Linked DNA regions of Sus scrofa: regions 1, 2 and 4 are each linked to region 3. The links are chromatin contacts, called in public Hi-C, HiChIP or PLAC-seq and promoter capture Hi-C maps. All regions are on one chromosome and are shown on one strand. Each heading gives the region's core, a stretch centred on a gene start, on an enhancer-like site or on the middle of the called end of the contact. The rest is flanking DNA. Distances are from core to core; before and after follow the strand shown. Region 1 holds the start of NPHP3 (nephrocystin-3). Region 2 holds the start of ANAPC13 (anaphase promoting complex subunit 13). Region 3 holds the start of CDV3 (protein CDV3 homolog). Region 4 holds the start of ACAD11 (acyl-CoA dehydrogenase family member 11).

Region 1 (3,606 bases), core at 1,072-3,571, 800 kb before region 3:
CCTAACAAAAATAGTATGCCTCCCCAATTTTACATTATCTTATATACATATCACATATCTCAGAATTTCAACAATCTACTTTATTTTTACACTAGTTATTAAGAACTGCATATTGCCATTTTATCCAAACACAATAAAAATGCAAATATGCTTAACCTATAGAAAATGAAGATACTTCAACATTAAGTTTTCAATGGAAACTAATATTTTTCTTTGAAATATTGTACTAGTTCTTACTCTTCACTACACCTGTTTTCCCATCTTTAAGAAAACGAAAAGTACAATTCATAAGGCTTAACCAGAAGGATAATGACTTCTACACACTCACTGGCTCCCTCTCTTCCTCCTCTCATTATCCCCAATTGATGCCGAACTTAAATTAGAGTGTCCACACGAAGTTCAGCACAAGCCCTCACAGTGCCTGAAACACTGCAGGCCTCAAGTAAATGTCTGACCAAATGGATAAAATAAATAAATACAGAAGAGTTTCTTTGCCTAGATACATGAGAAACCAAAAGGGCTACATAAGGAATCGGGATTGGTAACAGGAATAACCTGGGACTGTGATATTTGTCAATGCTTAATGCACCCTGCCCTGGTTGGTCCAGGTTTCTCTTCTATCAACACAGTCCTTTGCAATATTCAGTGAACCCAAGACAATGACTTGAAATCAAATCTGAAATGCATGGAGTTCTCTTGTGGCGCAGCAGATTAAGGATCTGGCGTTATCACTGCAGAGGCTTGGGTTGCTGCTGTGGCGCAGATTTGATCCCTGGCCTGGCAACTTTCACACGTGAAGGGCATAGTCCGTGCCACACCCCCACCAAAAAAACCCTGAAATTCATAAATCCATTTTACACCTGCAAGTGCATTAAGACTACCCCATAGGAAAATTGGTAAGACAACAGATAAAACTGCTTATGTTTTCCTAGATAATAACAATGCTAATTATACAACAGCTAATGGTGGGTGAGATAGGGTGGGGTTTGACTAGAATGCCTAGTTTAGAAGGAAGAAAGCTTCCCTTTTAGAAAAATCAGTCTGAGGTATTTAGTCTCTTCCTACTGTAAATGGGCTCAGGAAAACTTGGGCTGTCCAAAGTCTACCACAGCAAAGGAGAGTAAACAAACTACAACTCTCAGAGGCCTTGAGAAAAATAACCTTTGCTTTACATACTATCTTAAATCAGTCTGAACAGATCTATTACAGGGAGGGTATGCAATAATTGTTTTTTGAGTAAATTAATCAAATGGATTAAGGAGATCTGACTACCCTAGGGAACACTTTCAACTATAACCATTTAAGATGGGTGAAAATCAGGGGCATCCAGAAAAATTCACTTCAAGATCATTAAAATCCAAGAGCTAAGCCCCATCTTGGAAGAATGTAAAATTGGCTGGGGGTGGTGGTGTTAAAAACTCCAAATAAGGGTTTGATGAGTTGCCTCAAGAGATGTCACCAGTCTTTTGTGAATGCGTGTGCTCCTTGTGGACCTACTTTCCTGGAGACTGGCATTTTGTTGCTTCAGGACACTTTCAGGCTAATCGCTTCAAGGTGTCTGAATAAATGGACCAGAAATAGGAAAAGGAGGAGGGTTAGTTAAGGCAATAACTAACCCTTGGGTTTAGATCCCAAGGCAATTATGTCCCCTCCAATCAAAATGTAGAGCAGCTTCTGCTCAATTTTCTCAACTCTTCAGTTTGGAGATGAGACAGGATGGATGAGGGACGGAGTGTAAGCGTCCTGGATCCAGCTGGCAGCGCGGCCAAGCGGCTGCAGGGCCATGGGCAGGCCGCCCGGGGCCTCAGTTTCCCGGGTGTTGCGGCCATCCCCAGTGTGTGCCTGGGCCGGGCGTTACCTGCAGCTCGGCCCGCAGCCGCTTGTTCTCGGTGTCCAGCTTGGCCTCGCGACGACCCATGGATAGCAACTCCTGGTTCTTGCTGACCCGGAAGATCTCGTACTCCTTCTTCAGCCGCTCGTACTCGGCCGCCGCGTACTCCAGCTCCGGCACTGACGAGCCAGTGGACTTGAAGCTGGCCCCCAGCAGCCCGCCGCCGCCCGCCCCGCGGGGCAGAGATCCCGGCCCGGCTCCGGCCGCAGCCGCACCCGCGCCCCGGCGGAACGAGTTGCGCAACAGGCGGGCTTTGGGCTTCACCTCCACCGGGATCTCGCAGGCCTCCCCGCCGCCCGCCCCATACGTGTCCTCAATCACCTCCCCTCCCGCGGGGCTCACGAGCGACGAAGCAGTCCCCATGACGCCGGCAGCCGCAGCTAACCTGCCAACATGCACCAGGAGAAGGCGGGACCGGGCGAGCGGGGAGGGGCGAGGCAGCAGGAAGGGGCGGGGCGAGCAGCTCGAGGAGGCGTGGCAGTGGCTGAAGAGAGGGGCGGGGCGGGGCAGCGGGGCAGTAGTGGGTGGGGCAGGGTGGCTGAGCGGGGCGTAGCAGTCGATTGGATTTGGCAGGGCATCAGGACTGGGCGGGGCGGGGCACTGACTGGGCTGAGGGAGGAGAGCCGCGGGGTCTGGGCGGACAGCTGTGGCGCTACTTCACGGCCTACGGGCGGGCAAACGTAGAGGCGCGCGTTGCCTCTAACCTGGCCAGAAGCTTCCCCACCGTCATGTGCCTTCCATGAGCACTGGCCTGGGTCCGCAGTTGCTCCACCTCCGACGCTGCTGTTTCTGTCCTACCGCTGTCCCTGCCTGAGCACCCCTCTCCAGAGGCGGTAGGGAAATCTGAGATGTGTATTGAGCACCTGCTATGTGCCTCTCACTGTGCGTCTCTCCGTATGCATGTAGTTGGAATGATCAGAGAGACAAGGCACCAGCCAAAACAATGCTTTTTGGCTTAACAGCCTGCTATCACCAAGGATAATCCTTAGACAAGGTGAAGGTTTGCAACAAGGAGCACTGGAGATCGCACTTCAGAAGAACTATGGAGCATCTCACCAAGTAAAAAAGATGTCAGATGTGGCCCCAGTTTTCAAAAAGCATGAGTTGTCTGCTACTGCCTTCCTTAATAACCTTTGCATAGTTTTGCAGATGCCCCCAAACACAAATCCAGATTTGCTGAGGTCATGGAGACTTTCCCCTATATAGTGATTACTGACTGTCTTTCTCATCAAGGACAATATGTATAAACTCAGCATGCATACTGACCTTGGATAACTGTTGATTAAGGCCTGAGTGAGTGAGCCCAGAGATGACCAGTTACAGAATGCTAGCAGATACTTGTATAATAGTGTAATTGGTTTCCAACATATTTTTTAATCCTAAACTTATCACAAAATTTATTCCAGTTTCCAACCTTACAAGTTTTTCCCTTCTTTGTGCTGAACTTAGCCCACAGACCTCAGTCTGCATTTTGAAAGGATAATTTTGAATAAAGAACTACAGTGAGGAATAAAGTCTCTGGCAGGCAGCTTATGGTGATTAAAGATGGCTACACATTTAAAAATACTTTATCTATTGAAAGGTGAGTTTTTTTTCTTTTTTAGGGCCACACCTGTAGCACATGGAAGTTCCCTGGTTAAGAGTCGAATTGGAGCTGCAGCTGCTGACCTACACTACAGCCATGGCAATTCAGATCCAAGCTGAGTCTGTGACCT
Region 2 (3,858 bases), core at 113-2,612, 900 kb after region 3:
GTAACATAAATACAAATTTTAATAAGCCCTCATTCAAAAAAAAAAAAAAAGTTTAGATAACTTATAACACGAGATTTAACAAACTCCTTGCAGAATTTTCCAAAGATCAGGAAACAAGAGAGCTCGATGGTCTAAATGCAAAAAAAAGAAAAGCCAGGTGTCTTCTGAGTATTTTCCAGGGAACCTAGGATAGGTGTGTGTTTCAAAAATGTGAGTGTCTAAAAATGTCAACTGATAAACCCACCTGTGGTGTGGCAGACAGAACATGGCTCAGAAGACCTGGGCTCTAGTTCTGGCATGACCCCTAACTGAGCTGGTCACATCAGTTCTCTGAAACACATTTCTCTTCAAATAAAAAAAAAACAAGATAATTGTTCTTCAGAGGATTCTAGAGTTAGAGGACTCTACAGCACTGATTTCTTTGCTTTACTAGTTTATGTGCCCATTGATATCCTACTTCTACTATATCAGACCTTTAACCCATCACCTCAGAATAAGCAGGGGCCTACCAGTGGTATTGCAACATCTTCATAAGGCAGCTTGTCCTCTCGCCAAGCATCGTCAATCAAATCCAAGATCCTTCCATCTCTCTGTACCTCACTGTCCATTTTCCTGCAGCTTTGCTCTTGCCAGATCTGAAAGCCAAAGAGGTTATTTCTTAAGCATGAGGAGATGATGTAATCTAGCACTAGGGGTTCTCCAAGCTTTTTAGCCTGGATGTGTCTTTTGGCATGATATCACTTTGGGAAAGACTCATCTCATCCGGGTCAGGTTATTTACAAGATCACAGTCCCTTCCAGCTGATTTTCCCAGTCACACACAGATCCCACCTTTCTGTAAGGGTTTCTCAGATCACTCCAGCTTCAGCCCACATCCTGCCCTTGATCTACCTTTTGTCCTTATGATCTACTAACCAAGTCAGGTCGACTTTGTGACCAACTGCTCAGGTATTACTGCTTCCAATTGCTGTGTGTAGTAAAATTTTTTGTCAGTGACTCAGCACATCTTTCCTCAATTTGGCCTCAATCTTTTTTCACCTGTCCCTCTTCCGAACACCTCTAACTCTGTTATCCTTTCCAGCCTTTGCACTCAAAGTTCTTTACCCCATCACTAACACACCCATTTTTCCTTCCAAACTCAAAGCTGGCGTCAGCTCATCAGAACCAACATGCCATTTCCAGAGTTAGGCGCTAAGGTGCCTTCTCTCTTCAGGGGCTGGAAAAAAGGAAAGCACAAGACGGGCAAAGAGGGGCAATGACCAGGAAATGACTACGTCTCAAACACTTGCCTCACTCAACAGAATGAAGCATTACCACTTTCCTGAACAAAGTTTTCTTACACATACGACTGTCCCAATGCCTGGAATGCTCTGTCTTCTTCCTTTTTTCCCCAGCTAACCCCAAACTGTCCAAAAAATTTAGCTCCCAGGTCGTCTTCTGCAGGAGTCGTTCTCTAAGAGCCAGAAGAGCGCAGTCCCCGCCCCTCCGCGGGTCCCATAGTTCTCTGGGCACAGAGAATGATCCCCATCAGGATCTTGGTATATTGCCTGTCACACGGTCTTTCCAGACACGAGACGCCTGCGTTTCCCGGGGGGAGGGCAGTTTTATTCATCTCTGCTTTAGAGCTCTGTGAAACATGCAGTTACATGAGCAAAACTGGGACGCCTTTTCCCTCGCTAGAAATGACCCTCTCGGGCCACCACCGTCCATACAGGCCTGGGAGGCCGCCCCACAGCCACGGCTTCCGGCCCGAGGCGGGATATACCAAATGCGGAAGCGAGGGGGGGGGGTCCGGACAGCCAAGCAAGTTCCCCTCCTCCCCGCCCAACGTGTGGTAAGAGAAGTGGTTAGGAGGGAGAGGATGATGTGAAAACAACGACCTAAGCCAAGAGAAACGGCAGGAGTCCGAACGCGCTCCCGTATCTCCAGACCCTACATTACGTGCGCGCAAACCCTTTTACCAGCCCCAAACCCAGCGTGTCACACACCCCCGCCGACCGCGCCCTCAGCATCACGTGACCCAGACGTCCTTCACTTTCCGATCCCCGGATGTGGGTGAGCCCATTTGCCGGAGCACAGGGGGAGTTAGGGAGGACATTGTTTTAATTAAAAGTGAAGGAGCAGTGGGCAAAACGAACGTGCTGACTGCTGTGGCTGGACGTCAGGTTGGCGGTGCCGCGCGTGCGCACCCCCAGCCGTAGGTAACGGCGGGAAGGCTCGGGGAGCGCTCGCGGCAGCCCTTAACCGCATTGCGAACGTCGGACGGGCGAGGGGCGGCCGTCTCTGGGCCTGGAGGTAGCCCTGGCTGCGGTGGGGCCGCGGGCCGAGCGGCCGAATGGCCTGGGGCCTGCTTCCTCAGCCGCCCGCTGGCCTCCAGGCCCGCCCCCGCCGGCCCGGCTCCGCCCCGGCGCCCCGCCCCCCGGCCTTTTCGCTGACGCCCGGCTGACCCGCGAAGCCGGATATGGCCTCCCTCGGCGTGCGGTCCCGGCCAGCCAGGTGGTCAGCTCTTACCTAGAGACCGGGCCGGCGGGAGGGCGGCGGGGTGGGCGAGCTGCTCGTCTTCCCGGAGCGGAGTTAGCCGCGGGCCACTCTTCCACTTCAGGGGAGGGATCCTCGGCAAGGCCCTCTCGCCTGGGCTGCCTCATCTGGTTAGCTTCTTAGCATTGTTGCGACTTAGGTCATTGATGGCAGGTGATAGCGGTTCATTCACGGGTGGGAAGTTTAGCAAGTTTTAAAAAGTGAGTTGGTTAAAAACGTATTGGAGGTACAGAAATGTGGCAGAAAACATGAAGGACTCAATTGGGGAACCCTGGACTTAGGGATCCATACAAATCAGGGATGGGAAATAAATGATAAATTGAGGAAATAAAAGGTATAGGTCCTTAGAACACTTTAATCATCAAGATACTTTAAGGCGGTAAATCTAGGCTTATAATGAGGTTTTTCTTATGCTTCTTGAAACAGTAAAGATGAGTCCGCTGTCAGCGACTACTCTTCCTTTGCAATTACAGTACATTTCTTTGCACAAAGTAGTTTTCCTTGAGCCTTACAGACAGTTCCTTAAACCAGTCTTTAAGAATTTTTTCTTCTTTTAATAAAGCAGTATTGTAGGGTTAGTGCCCTGTGGTAATAGTTTCCCACATGCGTGCATTTAATTTTCTAGACATGAAGAGGAAATCAAGGATTATTAACTACATGCTACCTTCGAATATTTATATTTATACTGATCACAACTGTAGCTTAATTATATAATAAAGTGTATGTGTTTTATTTTGAATACCGTATCCTTTTTTTTTTTTTTTTGTCTTTTTGCTATTTCTTGGGCCGCTCCTGCGGCATATGGAGGTTCCCAGGCTAGGGGTTGAATCGGAGCTGTAGCCACCTGCCTACGCCAGAGCCACAGCAACGCGGGATCCGAGCCGCGTCTGCAACCTACACCACAGCTCATGGCAAAGCCGGATCGTTAACCCACTGAGCAAGGGCAGGGACCGAACCCGCAACCTCATGGTTCCTAGTCGGATTCGTTAACCACTGTGCCACGAGGGGAACTCCCCATATCATTTTTAGATGGATTTTTATTCTGCCTTTTGATTATATCATTATCAGTGATTAGTAAGAAAGACAAATTAAAACGGGTTAGACATTTATAAACTTTCACTTTAAAATGAACTGCACTTTAAAATGTATGTTGATTCAGTTTTTAAAATTATTTCTAGTAATTGTGTATATTAATAGTACTGAAGCCACTCTTCTCCCATTAAAGGTAGAACACTCTTGCTTGATCCTACCTGTTCTTACTTGTGTACTAGTGGTGGTAGGTGGTGACAGCATCAGTAGTAGTCCACTTTATCAGAACTTC
Region 3 (4,128 bases), core at 1,326-3,825:
AATAAATCATGGGAATACCAGGAAGGCATTAAACACCCATATGAAACGGAAGGTCTCTGGGCCTTTAACGATCAGGATCCAGGCTGTGTGTAGAAGTCAGCAGAGGTTCCCCAGAGGAGGTGACGTGAAAGTAGTTGCTCCCCCATTGGAAGAGGTCAATGGAAGAGCCCAGGCAGTAGCTCAGTCCCTCACAGATGCGAGAGAGGAAGCCACAAATGAAAAGCTGCTCCCCATTTCTTGGCAAGCTCTTTGGCCAGCATGAGCTGCATTCCTTTGAGCTGAGCATGTGTGGAATTTCCAGCCTAGGTAGCAGAATGGAACTTAGAACAAATAGCTCAGCAAAAAAGAACCCGGGACAATGGGCTGGGCCCAGCTGCCCTGTGCCAGCTCTTGAGCTCACGGAATACTGGAGCTCAGTGGGCCTTGTCGAGGGAGTTAAATGATGGCCTTTGGATTGTACTACTTTAGAGGATTCAGAGAGAAATTTCCATGTTCAGACAGCTTTAGGATTCTTAGAACATGTGCTGTAATTCCTGGGAATGGTCTGAGCGCTCGACACTATTCAGTTTTCCATCTACCAAGGACAAATGAAGGTCGGTTTTGCTTTAAAGATGGGGAGGGTCCAAACATTGAGATCTGGAGGATGCTTCATGATAAGGGTGGGGTGATGATGAGGGGTGTGGCAACAGTAGGATTTAGGACTCTGTGTAACCCATCTGGAGAGTAGGAATATATGTGGTCAGTTTCAGGGCAGGGGATTCAAAGAGGAGAGACTAACTTTATGGAGGAGAGGATTAACCACAGATAGTGACACAAACACAAAGATCCTGGTCCCTCTACAGGCTTGGCCTGAGATTCTTATATATGATCAAGGTTGGGGAGCACTGAAAGGAAATTTTGCTGTGTTAACCCTCAACTGCTGTTCCTTCTCTGCTTTTTCCCATCATTAATTCCTTCAAGACACTGATACATTGATGGGGACATAGGAAAGGGAGGACTGAACTTATTATTCATATTAAGATTTTTTTTTCTTCTGGATTATAAGGGAGTTGAAGTAGGAACAACAAATTATGCCTTGAATAAAGCACATTGCCTTAAATAATAGCTAATAGGTCTTTCACAGATGAAAGAACAAGAGGAAGGAAGGGAAAAAGGGAAGGGAGGGAGAGAAAGGAAGAAAAATATTTGATCAGAGATATTAAGGAAGATGGGGGTAGGGGCAATGCTGAACTTGGCCTGCATCACAAGAAAAGTGGTGTCACAGAAGGAAGTAAACTAGAGACTCATCCTGAGTGGTTGAGGGCAGTTTATATCTGGGGAATAATATGTAAGCTTGCTGTTGGCCAAGGCCAGGTCTTTGATTTGCTTCTTTGACATATTCTGGACTTAGTGCTTTAATAGTAGTGTTGGGGGGGGGGGGAGTGACAAATTTTAACAGAAAAGCTATAAAGGAAAAGATCAAGAAGTAGTTCCATTTACTGGCTGTGCTCTATCTACCCCACAAGGCTACTAACATACGTCTGAGTCATTTCCTCAGTGGTTGTGACAGTTCTCTACTCTGTCTTTAGAAGGAGGAAGTGGAACGTTTAATAACCTTACATTAGACCCTTTTTTCATATGCGAGGATTCATTTCATTCTCAAGGCCCAGAAAGTATTTAAATGGTACAGCTAGGTATAGCATGAGCACATTTGGTCCCCATCTCTATGTTCCATTTCCCTCCTCTTATCAGGGATAAAAGCTAATGATAGATTACAGTCATCATCTAGACTCAAGCCAGGGCAGGAGGTACTATTTAAATGTATTAAAAAAAATCATTTATTACATCCATTGTGTTTTAAGCACTACACTGGGCAGCTAACAGTTACTCTTTCCCCACATATCTTGCAGGAGCTAACTTCTCTGTTTTACAGATCTAGAACTCAAAGCTCAGATTTATTTAGCTTGATCTTAGTAGCCATATCCAGGAGAGGGTGGAGTTCAGATAAAATCAATTCTCTTTTATCTACCTACCGGCTTACCAAGATCATTTAGGAAATGAGAACTAAACTTCAAGCTCGGGCTCCTCACTTTCGTAATAATCATCGTGTATGATGAAGATGAGTAGTTGCCAGACCAGAAAGGGTGAAAGTACAGAGAGCAGCAGAACGGATGGTACCGTTTTTAACATAGCTAGCTTAACACAGTGCTTTTCCGTTTCGATAACGTTCAAAAGACTACAAGGCCATAGTTAGCACTGGACGAGCAGACACACGTGTACTCTACGCATGCGCCCTGACGGACCTACCCGCCCCTTCAACCCGACCTGTTTAGCCAAGTCACCAATGAGCCCTCCAAAAGCCCGCCCTCAAGGCTAAACCCTTGGCCAATCGAGAGACAAGGGTCATCATGACGACACTTATTTAGCATAAACCCTCTCCCCGCCCCCAAGCCACGGCCCCGCCCCATCTGAAACAGGGATTGTCTCCTAAGCGCTTCATCCTGGCATCTGATTGGCTACCTTGCCAGCCCCACCTCCGTCTCCTCCCACCGCCCTCCCCTCTACGCTCTCACAGTAGCGGGCGGAGCTAAGTACGCAGGCGCGGGCGCTGCCTCTCTCTTCTGGTGGCCCGCCCTCCCTCCTCCCCTTCCCACCCCTCCCCACCCCCTTTCCCCTCCTCTCCGGGCCTGCGTGCGCGCGTCGTCCTCCTGCACGCGCCGCCGCTAGCCAAGCACTCTCGCCAGAGCCTCCGGCCCGCGCGTTCCTTTCCCTCTCCGTCTGCGGAGCGGGCGGGATCCTACGCCTCGGTGTTGGTAGCAGCCGCAGCCGGACGGGCTCGGGCGGCCTCAGCGGCACGCGAGCCTTTAGGCGGGCCGTACCATCGTTCGCCAGCACACAGGGGAAGCCATCTGCCCCACCTCACACGCCTTGGCGACCCCACGGGGCTGAGGCGTCGCCGCGCCCGGGAGCGTGAGCGCCGAGCCGGCCTCGACCCCGAGATCGGAGCCCCGCGGGCCGCGCCCGCCACCGGCCCCACCCATCCGGGCCGAGGAGGCAGCGGCCATGGCTGAGACAGAAGAACGGAGCTTGGACAACTTCTTCGCCAAGAGGGACAAGAAGAAAAGAAAGAGCGGAGCAACCGGGCGGCAAGCGCCGCGGGCGTCGCCGCGGGAGCAGCGGCGCGGCGGGAGCCGCCGCGGGAGCAGCGGAGCCGCGAGCGCGGCGGGCGGTGGGGCAGGCGCGGGGGCCCGGCCGGGCGACGGCGGGACCACCGCGGCCGCGGGCCCCGGGCCCGCAACCAAGGCTTTGACAAAGGTGAGGGGCCAGGGAGGCCGGGAGTCGGGGCCCGGGCCGCGCGCTTGCGCCCATGTGCCCGCCCCCGCCTGCCGGCCTGCCTGGGGGAGCGTCGGGGAGGGGCCACCGGGGCCGGCAGGCCGGCAGGCCGGCTGGCCGTCGGGCTCAGGAAGCTGCCGCGTGACGCGGGCTTCCCACTGCCGGCGGTCTCGCGCTCCCCGCGGGACCCCCGCCACCCTGCTCCTGACCTGGGTCGCCTGGCTCAGGCCAGGACGCAGTCAGGCGGTGGCACCCTCCCGGGGAATCGACCCGGGTCGGAAGTGCATCTATCGAGTGACGTAGACTCTCAGTAATTTAGCCTCTGACTTCAGCCCAGGAGTCTGAGCCGAATTTTCTAAGCATCACGTTTGGGGCGGCTTGAATTGACACGACTTGGTCTGAAGCCCGTGAAAGCAAGTCTCATGGCAAGATTGAGCTAGGCGTTTAGTTGTGGGAATACTATTGACTTCATTCGGGGTTTTTTGGTGCCTTTTAAAGTGACCCAGCGGAAGTAACAAAGTTTAGTCACGTTTGTCCTCCAGCCTGGATTGAGCAAAGGCTTTGGCCAGAAAATGAGTACACACTTTACCCTAGGCTCCAGCCACTTAATCCCTTTTTCATAGTCTGATAGTTGTCTCATTACAAATAGCTTTGATTGATGAAATGATGCCTCTTTTACAGGAGGAAGATGAGTGGAAAGATTTTGAGCAAAAAGAGGTTGATTACAGTGGCCTAAGAGTTCAAGCAATGCAAATAAGGTATGGTCTGGGTACAGATGTGTTTAGTTAACCCACAGGAGAGATACTGTGTGTTTGG
Region 4 (3,978 bases), core at 940-3,439, 870 kb before region 3:
AAGACATTGCACTGAATCTATAGATTGGCGAGGAAAAGGGAAATATACAATTCTGAATTCTACTATTCATGAACATGGCATCGCTCAATTTATTTAGTTCTTTTTAAAGTCCTAATACAGTTTTATAGTTTCCTCTACAGAGGTCTTGCACATACTTTATTAGAATAATATTTGGGGAAATTTGTAATTCTGATGCTCTTATTATCTTTCTGAAATTTATATCTTTATATTTTTATTGCTAAAGTTCAGAAATGCAATTTATTTTGGTATACTGAACTTTGATAAACTCCATTATTTTCTGTGGATTATTGGGTCTTTTATCGTTATCAATTAATTTCTACACATATATTTATTAGCTGTCTTCTATTGATTTCTGAACTTTGGCATTTATATTCTGAAATTTTTTCAGAATGACACTTTAGAATTTTTGAAACTTCCTTTGTGGCCTAACATGTCTTCAGTTTTCAAAAACTTTTTCATATGCCTTGGAAATAAATGTGTATTTTCTGTGGGGATAGTTCAATGCATATATACTATTTAAGCTGCAACTAATTTCATTTATCAAGCTCAATTCTGCTTTAACATTCAGTATAGCACTGGGAACTATATCTAGCTATTTATGATGGAGCATAATGTGAGAAAAAAGAATGTATACATGTATGTGTGACTGGGTCACCTTGCTGTACAGTAGAAAATTGACACAACACTGTAAAACAGCTATAATGGAAAAAATAAAAATCATTATAAAAAAACATTAAATTTAATTCAGAATTAAGTAACTCTCAGTAAGATAATCCTCCAACAACTCTAATGATTACTATCTCCATTTTGCCAAAGAAGTTAAATAACTTGTCCAGATTCTCAGAGCAAATTTGAACTTTGATCTGTTAGTTTACAACACAAGCCTTCTAGGCTAGAAACTTAAGCCATTTTTTATTCCAATTTCTCTTTCGTCCTACAATATCTATTGTGACATGGTGCCTTTTAATTCTATACTCCAAACTTTCTCTTATCCATTTTCCTTCCCACTATTTTTAATTTACCTGAAACCAGTAGTCAAGGAATATAAATGCCAGTGATAAATGCCACTGGTATATGGTGCTCTTACAATGTTAAATCTTTTCACATCATTTCATTATCAGGATTACTCAGAACAGGCAAGTATTTGTTACAGATTATGAAACAAGTTCTCAGAGAGTTCATGTAACACAGCATTTAAATTTCCCAGTCTGTAAGTGGCACATCTAATTTTTGGCAAGAGAGGACTGCTTCTATAGCTCTGCGTTTATCAAAATACTATTTTTAGAATTAAGTCTTTTAAAATTATTTTCTACTATACATCAGACTAGAAGCAAGTTCAAAGTGGAGAACAGTACTCTCAGGATGGTCGTCCAGTTCCATTCCCCTACTTCAGAAAGAATTAAAGCCCAAAATGGTGCTGCGATTTGCTAAATGGAAGATCTGGATTAGAATTCGGATGTCCCAACCGATATCATTAACTCACTCTGCAAGAATATGGCCAAAGTGAACGGAATGACATCTGCTTCTCAAAAAAAAAAAAAGTTATAGAACAAAAGTTGAGGGAAAGCCTCTCTAAATCCTGCAGAACCTCCAACCTTAAAGTGCCTCACTGAATCCTCTAAGTACGTAATTGTTAACAAAGATTCCTTCTCATAATTGGAATCGTGAATGTTACTGTGCTTCTATTATTGCTCTTGAATTAGAAATACCCAGAATGTAATGCAGGAGACTGGTGAGGGCAGCTCCCGCCTGCAAACTGCGTCACTGAGGAAAAATAAACAAGATGGGGTAAACTGAGAACCTACCCAAAGCCAAAGGGAAAAAAGTATAAGGCACAGATTTTTTTCTGCTGGAAATGGCTGGCGTCGATACCTGTACTGGGCAACAGTCAGCTTGGCCTCAGGCTCAGCCCCAAAGTCAGGCAAGTGCTGGTATAGGTAGGCTTCCAGGGACCTGCAGTCCAACTTGTGCTGGGGCAGCACTTCCCCCATCTCGGGACCGTGGGAGGCATCGGCCTTCATGATCGCTGCTGCATCCAATGACCACAGACTCACAGAAACCGCAACTCTTCGGGGCTCGGGGACACTCCACAGCTCGGGACGCCCGGGAGGAGGGGGGCCTGCGGTTCCAGCCAATCACAATTTCCCTCCCGGAGCCGAGGCTAGGCGGACTGGCTAGGTTAAGGGTTCTAGTCGCGAAGCGCCAGGAGGGCCTTGGTGTGTGTTCAGATTAAAATTTTTCACCTAGCCTCAGAATTAGAGGCCTCAATTCTAAATAAAGCAAAACCACATTAGTCACTCCGGCCAAATAAGAACTCCGAGGCCGCGTCCACCTCCGAATTTAAAGCACCAGCAAGCGGAAAACCTAAAAGGTTCGGCGCAGAAAAAGGTCCGTCAGGACGTCGAGCTCGGGAATAAAAGATTCTGAGGTTTCTCCTAGCTGCCCGGTTGGAAACGCAACGTCGCAGGATACTGGCTCTGGATGTTTATGACCCAGGCCCTGCTGCAGGTCGGTCTTTTAGGCCCGGGCGAAGAAGGAAGCTGAAAGTGACTGCGTTTTTATTTATTTTTATTTTTTGAGGGGGAACGATGACTGCAACACACAGGAAGCGGACCCCGTGCGAGGCCAGCGGGGCCGGTGGAGACGTGTAAGTTAGAGAGGTGAAGGGAGCCCTTTTCCGGGGTTGTGGGCTAGCAAGGCCGCCGCAAGGTACCTCCGCACATACCTCTTGCCCGCCCAGCAGCCAACAGTGTGGGGCGGCGGCGACGGCGACGGCCGGGGCTGGGAGGGCTGGCGGCCGGGGTCCCAGCCATGGCCGAGTCTGTGGAGCGGCTGCAGCAGCGGATCCAGGAACTGGAACGGGAACTGGCCCAGGAGAGAAGTCGCCAGGTCGTGGGGGACCGCGACGGAAAAGGCGGTCGGACCCGCATCGAGAAGATGAGCCCGGAGGTGGTGGACTCCAACCCCTACAGGTGACCTAAGTGGCGGGGCGGAGGGGGTGTGGGCGAGGTCACGGTCTCCAGGTGGTCAGGAGTGAGGTGCCCGCCGCTGCTCTCCAGCTCCCACATCCTCGTACCACCTCTCTTTTCTTGTTCTGAGGCCCCGTCCTCAAGCGGGCGAAGCCAGGTCTCTGTACTGGTGAAAAAAATGTTTTTTTCTCTTTTAAAACTACCCAGCTGAATCAGCCATATGGTGCTTCTCCTGTGTCTGCTGAGGACACGTATCAGCTTTCCTTCTGCCCCTGCCTCTATTAGTCTTACTTGCTCTGCCTAAAATTGATAGTAATAACTTTTAGAAGGTGACACCAAATGTAAAACCCAATGAGCACACGCTTCGAGCTTCATCGAGCCCTCTCAGTGTTTCTTAAATTACGGGTGTAGGAGAGGGCTGGATTAGCTCTAAAACCGTTGGCCTTCACCTGTGTTGTCCGCTCTCTTTCTTCGTTTCCTAAGGTTTGTGAATTCAGCAGGCTGAATGTAGCTTAGTGGTTGAGGGTAAGGACTCTAGAGCCAAACTGATTGAATTCAAATCTTAGCACCTGAGTAACCTGAAGAGCGTTCTGAACCTATCTGCTTCAGTTTCTCACTTTTAGTATCTCTGTCCAGCTGTGAAGATTGAAAATGTAAGTATATGTAAAGTTCTAGAATAGTGTTTGTACATACTAAGCCCTGTACAAGACCTTATTGCTAGTGAATATGGTAACAGTTACTGAGCTTTCACTACCTGCTTAACACTTTGCATGCATTGTCACCTTTTTCTCCTTATCACAACCCTAGATGGTGGCTACTATATTTGACCCTCATTTTATAGGGGAGAAAGTTGAGGCTTAGCTGCTGTGACCTGCCTTAGACCATAGTGCTAACAGTGTAGCTAAAAAGGCCTGGACTGGCATCGTTTGTTTTACTCCAAAGTCCATGTGGAACTGTAAATAGTGTGACTAAAAACTGAATAGTTTTA

The links. Promoter capture Hi-C pulls out the DNA fragments that hold promoters and counts their contacts. Hi-C and Micro-C count contacts between places; a contact is called where the count stands out from the background. HiChIP or PLAC-seq counts read pairs in DNA pulled down with a chosen protein or histone mark.
Region 1: a Hi-C map of liver shows a contact between it and region 3, with 6 times the contacts expected there. The contact joins the promoter of NPHP3 here to the promoter of CDV3 in region 3. A contact is called at or near these places in 2 of 5 promoter capture datasets (fetal liver and liver), 7 of 47 Hi-C or Micro-C datasets (adipocytes, embryonic fibroblasts, heart right ventricle and 3 more) and 2 of 2 datasets of contacts at active chromatin or transcription factors (alveolar macrophages and skeletal muscle).
Region 2: an H3K27ac HiChIP or PLAC-seq map of alveolar macrophages shows a contact between it and region 3. The contact joins the promoter of ANAPC13 here to the promoter of CDV3 in region 3. A contact is called at or near these places in 8 of 47 Hi-C or Micro-C datasets (alveolar macrophages, embryonic fibroblasts, heart right ventricle and 5 more) and 1 of 2 datasets of contacts at active chromatin or transcription factors (alveolar macrophages).
Region 4: a contact with region 3 is called in a promoter capture Hi-C map of liver, with 6 times the contacts expected there. The contact joins the promoter of ACAD11 here to the promoter of CDV3 in region 3. A contact is called at or near these places in 1 of 5 promoter capture datasets (liver), 1 of 47 Hi-C or Micro-C datasets (embryonic fibroblasts) and 1 of 2 datasets of contacts at active chromatin or transcription factors (alveolar macrophages).

Annotation. Positions count from the first base shown.
Region 1 is chr13:73,898,699-73,902,304 of Sscrofa11.1, forward strand. NPHP3 (nephrocystin-3) reads right to left here and starts at 2,322. Exons shown (of 26, transcript XM_021069461.1): 1 at 1,859-2,322. The coding sequence starts at 2,254.
Region 2 is chr13:75,603,653-75,607,510 of Sscrofa11.1, forward strand. ANAPC13 (anaphase promoting complex subunit 13) reads right to left here and starts at 1,363. Exons shown (of 3, transcript NM_001178070.1): 1 at 1,340-1,363; 2 at 510-635. The coding sequence starts at 608. CEP63 (centrosomal protein of 63 kDa) reads left to right here and starts at 1,972. Exons shown (of 13, transcript XM_021069477.1): 1 at 1,972-2,054.
Region 3 is chr13:74,702,776-74,706,903 of Sscrofa11.1, forward strand. It overlaps CDV3 (protein CDV3 homolog), which reads left to right and starts at 2,576. Exons shown (of 8, transcript XM_021069464.1): 1 at 2,576-3,097; 2 at 3,100-3,146; 3 at 3,148-3,294; 4 at 3,994-4,070. The coding sequence starts at 3,043.
Region 4 is chr13:73,829,307-73,833,284 of Sscrofa11.1, forward strand. ACAD11 (acyl-CoA dehydrogenase family member 11) reads right to left here and starts at 2,190. Exons shown (of 21, transcript XM_001924765.5): 1 at 1,894-2,190. The coding sequence starts at 2,042. It overlaps UBA5 (ubiquitin-like modifier-activating enzyme 5), which reads left to right and starts at 2,179. Exons shown (of 12, transcript XM_003132421.6): 1 at 2,179-2,993. The coding sequence starts at 2,833. LOC110256298 (a long non-coding RNA gene) reads left to right here. Exons shown (of 2, transcript XR_002337685.1): 2 at 1,345-1,903.